Linked DNA regions of Sus scrofa: region 2 is linked to region 1. Evidence: chromatin contacts called from public Hi-C data. All regions are on one chromosome and are shown on one strand. Each heading gives the region's core, a stretch centred on a gene start, on an enhancer-like site or on the middle of the called end of the contact. The rest is flanking DNA. Distances are from core to core; before and after follow the strand shown.

Region 1 (3,574 bases), core at 428-2,927:
TCAGCACTTATCACATGATATAGTTAATTATTTAATAGCTTTATCCTCCATTACAACTGGATACCCTCCTTGAGGATAATGATCTAGTTTTATTCTGTTAAGTGACCCACATCTAGAACAATGCCCACTGCTCATTGGGTGATCAATTTATCTAATGAAAAGAGAACAGTTTTACTTCTATTTGAGTCTTTGAAAGATTCAGTAGTAAGCAGCACATGGTATACTGCCCTAACTAGTGGGATGACCTACCTAGTCCTTTTTCTTTAGATCTGTAAATGATATGGGTGGATTAGGTTAGGCATTATTTAACTAGGGGCCAGTGGGCTCCAGAGGATTTTTGATCCTTCACTCCTTGCAAAGTTAAAAACCAAAGGACCTGATGACTTGGCAGAGATTACACTATTCCATTACTTGTCCTGAAACTGTAATAACAAATCTGTGAAAACCAAAACTACACTGTTTCTGTGGTGCCTATATACGCTCATATACACTCTGGCTTGTCATTGGTGCCTGTCCAGAGCCCCTTTTGCTTTGGTCTCAAAAGTTAAGAACACGGGGACAGATTCTTAATCACATTTTCAAGGTTGATTGCCTAAATACCCGACCTTTAAGCCACTCCTAATCATCAACCCCTTTGGCAATGCGGTGAGTGCTTCACACGTGAACACTGTCTAGAAAGGTGCACAATTAGAAATGGTTCTGGCCTTGGGGTGCTTGGGAAACTAACCACGAAGACAGAAGAATATTTAACATAAAGATTCGACCGTCAGTGTAACTGACCACAGCCGCCTAAAGGGATGCAGACAACTCAGTAGACTAGAAATCCAACGAGGAAATGGACTTGGGCAGTTGTGTCCGGGGTCATGGCAGAGGTCCCTCAGTTTGCTCCCGAAGTTATCCTCTGCCCAGCTGGGGAGGTGCACTGCTCCCCACCAACTCCTTACCAGCCTGTATGGATTCCCAGGAGGCTGAGTGGCTACGGAATCAGGACATTTCCCGTAGTCAGTGGTTCTGAAATGGCCTTTTGGAGTAAATCTTGGGTCGGGACAGAGGCAAAAGTGAAAGTGGTGTTAAGCTGTTGGGGCAGAGTCGTGGCACGGGAAGCGGGAGAAGCCTGGGAGACCAAGTCCCCGCCTGGACCTAGAGAGAAAAGCCCCTCTCGAGGTTCCCTTCGAGGCGGCCGCCTTCGGCAACCTCCGGGGAGTTTCGGCTCTTTCCGGCAGTTCCAGCTCAGGCCCTCTACTACCAGCACGCGCTGTGCCCCCCACCCCACTCCGCCCGGCTCTTTCGGGGCACGGGCCATTCTGCACGAGGGCACGATCTCTTGCCCCACCCGTCCTCACGTCCATCTACTTTGTTCCCTACCTATTCCTCCTATCCCTTCCCTTCCTCGTTCTTCCCAATCCCCGGACATCCGAGCTCCCTCAACTCGGGTGCCCGGCCCGGCGGGCAGTGCGAAGCGCGAGGGACCGGTCCACGAGAGGAGCGGTAACCCGACGGACTGGAGGCGCCTCTCTCCGCGAGCTTCCCCGCGCGCAGCTCCTCGGCTGGCCGGCCGCCTCACGCCTCCCTCGCGCACCGGTTGGCTGCAACGGCCTCGAGCTCGGCGCGCCGAGTTCGCGCCGGCGCGAGCACGCGCCCTGTGCGCTGGCTGGCCGGCGCGCACGCGCCCGAGCGGGCTGCGGGGCGGGGCGAAGAGCTCGAGCCCCGGCGAGGTCGGTGTAGATCCGCTGGCACTTCGGCCCCCAGCCGCCGCTGCGATTCCCAGCCCGCCACCCGGCTGAGGAGGGTAGCGAGGAAAGGGGCGGAGGGGCGGGGCGGCGCCCGGCTCCGAGAGAGCTGGGGGAGGAGCGCGGCGGCGACGGAGGTGGCTCTAGAAGAGCCGGAGGAGGCGGCGGAGGAGCTCCTTTCCTCTTCTCAGACCCCGGAGCGTCCCGGACGCAGAGCCGGAACTGGGGGGACGCGGAGACTGCGGAGGCCCGGGGTAGGTGAGGCTGAGGGTGCTGGGCGGAGGGTTGGTGGGGGATGAAGAGGGGCACAGAGGTGTAAAGAGCGGGCTTGAGGGAGGGCACGGGGGAGGGGGCAGTAGTTGGGGGTTGGGGTACCGAGAGGAGGGGGATGTGAGTCCTTGGGACCTGGAGTGCCCAGATGGTGAAAGGTTTCTGGGGTCAGTGGGGCGGGCGGAAGACACCGGGTCCGAATTGGGGGGTTTCCAGAAGCATAGGCCGGGGAAACAATGGAGTGAGGGGGGGACTCTTGGTGTGAGCTTGTGTGGGGCACTGGATTTTAAGAGACGAGAGATCGAAAGGCATGAAAGAATGGATCGTTTGGTATGAGAAGTACAATGAATTGAGAATTCATCGGGGATGCGTAAGGTCAGCTGTGTGGCTATCGGAGGTTCTTAGGATTTGGAGGCAAAGTAGGATTTAAAAATAAGAGATAGAAGGGCATTCTTGGAATTGAGGAGGGGCGGGAAACGGAACGGAAAATAAAGCAAAGAGGGGCAGAGAAAGAAAATAAATGCGGTTTGGATTTGAATTAAAGCGGAAGGGTAAATCCAGTTAGAGAGTATAGGGTAGGTGGACTGGAGTGGCATTTTTCTCCTAATTCATCCAGGATGACTGGCTTCTTTTAGAAGATGGATCTTTCTCTGGCATGTCCCTCTGCCAAGGAGTACAAGACACTCTTAATAATATGGTTATCCTGTGTAGTCCATTTATTTCATTGATAAAACATGCTTGTAATATTTCTTTCCCCTCTGTATAATTTACCTGTGGTTAATGAAGCAAGAGAGGACAGACCACTAAAAATAGGAATTGTGCTTTGAGTTTAGTTATTGATAATGCAGAGTTTAGGATGTTTGGGAGAGAACCACAAGTTTGTTTTTATTTAGCCTTGATAAAATCTAAGTTACTTGTACTTTGTTAGAATTACAGTTTCTCGATGAGAAATGGTCACGTACCACCTGCCACTGGTTTTATGCTTGTGAGAGCATTTGGGTTCTGCCTCAAGAAATTCTTGATGCCGATTTCAAATTATCAGGCTGCCTTGTACCTTCCAGTTTGAATTAAGGTGATTTGAAAATATTGTGGGGAAGTATTTCTGGGGTTATGATCTGTACATTTCCTTGATATGTGGATTTCCAGACCAGATTTTGAATGGTACTAGATATGACTCCTGATTTTGAAATTGTAGTTACCATTATGTGTTCATAAATAGTCCACATAAAGCTTTTTATTTGTTGGGCATTAAGTTTTGCTGACTCATCTAAGATTTCTGGGAATTTTTTGGTTTATATTTCTCAGCTAGGTCTTGCATAGTAGCATTAGACTATAAAGGTCCAAAAATATCTAAATTGTCACTTTTATGTTATAAAAACTGAATAAAGCGAAGAGTGCAGCTTCCTCATTAGTGATAATGAGGCTCTTGATTGACCTCTTAATGAGGCTAGGCAAGGTGGTAAGATTGTTTTGCATCATTATCTCATTTAATTTAATTCTCACAGTTATTTCCTATTTTATAAATTAAGAGATTAAATACTTTACTAGGTCACAGAGCTAGTAAATAAAGCTGA
Region 2 (3,574 bases), core at 399-2,898, 220 kb after region 1:
ATTGCTGTGGCTGTGGTGTAGGCCAGCAGCTGCAGCTCTGATTCAATATGCTGCAGATGCGGCCCCCAAAAGACAAAAATAAAATAAAAGTAGATGTCTATGTGTTCTAAAAAATATCTCATTAAAAAAAACCAGGAGTTTCCGTTGTGGCTCAGAGGGTTAAGAACCTGACATAGTATCCATGAGGATGCTGGTTGGATCTCTCTCAGTGGGTCAAGGATCTGGTGTCACCGGCAGCTGCAGCTCTGATTCAACCCCTAGCCCAGGAACTTCTATATGCCACAGGTGCAGCCCTAAAAAAGAAAAAGAGAGAAGAGAAAAAAGAAAAACTGTAAAAATAAAATGTGATTGACAAAAGTCTATGGAATTTCTGAATCACTTCTGCAATGCCTAGAGAGCTCAACAATAATGTTTGAAAACTACAGGCCTGAGCCCTCATTTGAGGCCACTTAAGGTATTATGATGAAAACCACATGAAGTTTCTCACCCCAGCAGCGGAGAATAACTCTCTTCCTTCCCTCCCATTTGTCACCTTTAATTTAAGACTTCTGCTTCGTGTTGTTCTCCTATTTCTCCCTGGCTAGACTCTAAGCTCCTTGCAATCAGGGACCTGGCTCAGAGGTCTTTGTGTATTCAGGACCTAACACAGTACCAAGCACAGAGCACAGGCTCAGCTAAGTGTTGAAGAATAGAGGAAAAAGAACCATTACGAAGGTCTTGGAGAGATGGTGTTGGACCTTTCTGCTGCTCTACGCCTGGAGCTCTGTAACTTACTAGCCCTGAGACTTTCAGCTTATAATTCCTTATCTGTACAACATGATATTATCTCGCATTTTTATTCCTTAAAGTAAATAGGGAGCCTCTCAACTTCACCACTTGGTGGGAGTTAAATCTCCAAAGAAGTAACTTTGGGGTCCTGTGAAAAGCCCATGTACGCCCATGAGGGCAGGGGTTTCGGGGAGTCTGTCTGCTTTTTTCTTTTCCCCAACTGCTGTCTGCCCAGTGCTTGGAACAGTTCCTGGCATGTAACAGGTGCTCAATAAATCGCTGTTGAATGAGTGAGTTAAAATGAAAAATAGCTACACATCGAGTAAAAAACGCTTTGTGAAGTGCAACGATACCCCTATATTCGGAATGAATCTTGGGTCCAGCCCCTGGTCCTGGGAGCGGGCGCGCGGGATCCAGTCGGTCGGAGCGCCGCGGACGCGCCAGCCTAGCAGCGAAGGCCGGGAAACTGCGGGAGGTGGTCTGGAGGCGGCCGGCGGGAAGGGAGGGCAGGCGGGAGAGTCGTGGGCGCCGGCCGAGGGGCCGGACCCGCGCTGGGGAGGTGGGCGGCCCCGGGGCGGCAGCCCGCAGGCGGTCCGGGGGAGCCAGGAGCCCGGAGCAGGCGCGCCACGCCCCCCGGTGGGCGGACCCCGGAGCCGGCGGCGCGGGGGCGGGGCCTGGCTCTCCGTGCCGGGGGCGGGGCTGGGCCTGGGCGCTCCGGGCCGGTGGGGGACCTAGCTGGTCGGCGGGAGCGACCGGAGCCCGGGCCACCAAGGGGTGCGACCCCCCACTGGCCCCGCCTTCCCGGCTGCGGCCGGGCCAATCAGAGCGGCTTTTACTGGCGGGTGGGACCAGCCGGCCCAGCTGCTCGGAGGCTCTGGCATGGTAACGTCCCCGCGCGGGGGTGGAGGGGCCCGGGGCGGTCCCATAGCGCCCCCGGCTGCCCGGGCCCGGACCCGGGGCCCGGGGAGGCCGTCGGGGGTACCTAGGACTCCGGGGTAGAACAGGGGGATTGGGGGGGTTAGGGAGAGGAGCCTGGGAGGGGGGAGGGGGCGGGGATTTGGGGGAGAAGGGGCGGGGGAGGCCATGATGGAGGATGGCGGGGGGTTGGGGGCTGAGGGGAACTAGAGTTGCGCGACTGGGTGAGGAGGAGGAAGGGATGCAGGGTAGGTTTGTGGAGAAATGTCGGGGAGGAAGAGAGGGGCGAGAGAAATGTGGGAACCGCGGGACTAGGGGAAAGCTGGGGGCCACAGTTTCCCCTCTTGCGATATTTGGCCTGCGACATGCCCCTTCCCCAGACTCAGTGCTTGGACCCTTCGGAAGCCCTGGATGCCCCATAAGACCTCTTGGAGACCCCCTCCTTCATTTCCCCACATTGTCTCCTGAGGTGAGGAGGGGGCATCGTCTCCTGAGGAAAGAGAGGCTTCCGGCCCCCACCCAGTGCTGGACAAGTCAAGAAATGGAAGGGCAGAGGCCCCTCGGTCCCAACCCTGGCTCTGCAGTCCACAAACTGTGTAACATCTCTGTGTGACCTTGGGCAAGTCACTACTTTTCTTTGGGCCTTAGATTTCCCATCGATTTAAGTTAAAAAAAAAAAAAAAAAAGGAAGATGCATGAAAATGACATCCCAGGTCCCTTCCTGCTCCCAAATGGGATGATTCTTGAGGGGAGAGTTCAGGAGAATGGGTTCTAGGATGTGGGGAAGCAAAGGAAAGAAGGTTGAACGTGGAGGCAGGCCTTCAGCTGGGGCTGCAGAAAATCCCCAGGGAGGTGGGGGGATGGGAGGCACAAAGCAGGGCTGGGGCAGGCTAGCCAGCGCCTCTGGAATCCTGTTGGAGGGATGGGGAAACTCTTTAAGGAGGAGGTTGAGTCCTAACCCAGGAAAGATGACCAGAAAACATTCTGTTCATCAGCTGGAGAGTGATGAGGAGACGGCAGGATCAGAGAGAAGCAATGGAAGATATTTTCTAGAGTCTTTGGGAGCAGGAGGAATAATCAGGCTGGTACAGGGGAGTGGGGACTAGGCCAATCTGGAAAACATGGAAGGAGAGGCTGATGCTGTCTAGGGCAGCTGCAGAAAGGCAGCAAGTAGAAAATAGGCTACAGGGGAGTCAACCAGTCTCTCAGACTCCCTTGTACTTTTCTCTTTGATGATGGCTACTTCTTTCTGGGAGATGTGCCTTCCAGCCTTCATTTTCCAACACATATCCCTTTAGGGAGTGAGTCACACCAAGCCAGTCTTGCAGTCACCTGGCTGGCTGAGGATTTCAGGATTGTGTGAGAGTTGGGGTGGAAAGAAAACTTAGAGCAGTGAATTTGAATGTAAGAAATACCTGTGGCACCATCCTGCTTGCTGGGAGACTGCTTTGTGGAGTAGTTGAAAGCACAGGCTTTGGGGTCAGACTGCTTGGATTCCACAATTGCCTCTGCCATTTAATCTCCTAGAACCTTGGTCAAGTTCCTTGATCCCTCTGAGCCTCAGTTTCTTTATCTACAAAATGGGAGTAATAACCTCTAAGATAGTTGCAAGGATTAAATGAGTGTTTGGCATGGTATCTGGCTCATAATAAGCACTCAGTAAATATTAGCTATTAACTGTTTTTTCCCCTCTGTTTTCTTCCTTCTGTCTCTCCATTCTTCTCCTTTTGTTCTTCTTCTGAGTCTTTAGTCCTGCGATGTCCCTCACATGTGGAGGTTGAGAAGAATAGAATTGATTGTATCTTGAGGGGGTGGGGGAGTCCTTCCACTGGCCCCAGTGAACACCTGATCAAATGATCAGCTTTCTCTTCATTGTCTGTCCTCAGCCCAC

Evidence for each region. A called contact is a pair of places that touch in the nucleus more often than the background predicts.
Region 2: a Hi-C map of embryonic fibroblasts shows a contact between it and region 1, with 1.8 times the contacts expected there. The contact joins the promoter of FAM186B here to the promoter of SPATS2 in region 1. A contact is called at or near these places in 2 of 47 Hi-C or Micro-C datasets (embryonic fibroblasts and fetal heart ventricle) and 1 of 2 datasets of contacts at active chromatin or transcription factors (alveolar macrophages).

The regions. Positions count from the first base shown.
Region 1 is chr5:15,345,945-15,349,518 of Sscrofa11.1, forward strand. SPATS2 (spermatogenesis-associated serine-rich protein 2) reads left to right here and starts at 1,678. Exons shown (of 13, transcript XM_021091602.1): 1 at 1,678-1,988.
Region 2 is chr5:15,569,010-15,572,583 of Sscrofa11.1, forward strand. FAM186B (protein FAM186B) reads right to left here and starts at 1,649. Exons shown (of 10, transcript XM_021091213.1): 1 at 1,557-1,649; 2 at 1,122-1,503. The coding sequence starts at 1,649. It overlaps PRPF40B (pre-mRNA-processing factor 40 homolog B), which reads left to right and starts at 1,131. Exons shown (of 25, transcript XM_021091619.1): 1 at 1,131-1,650. The coding sequence starts at 1,648.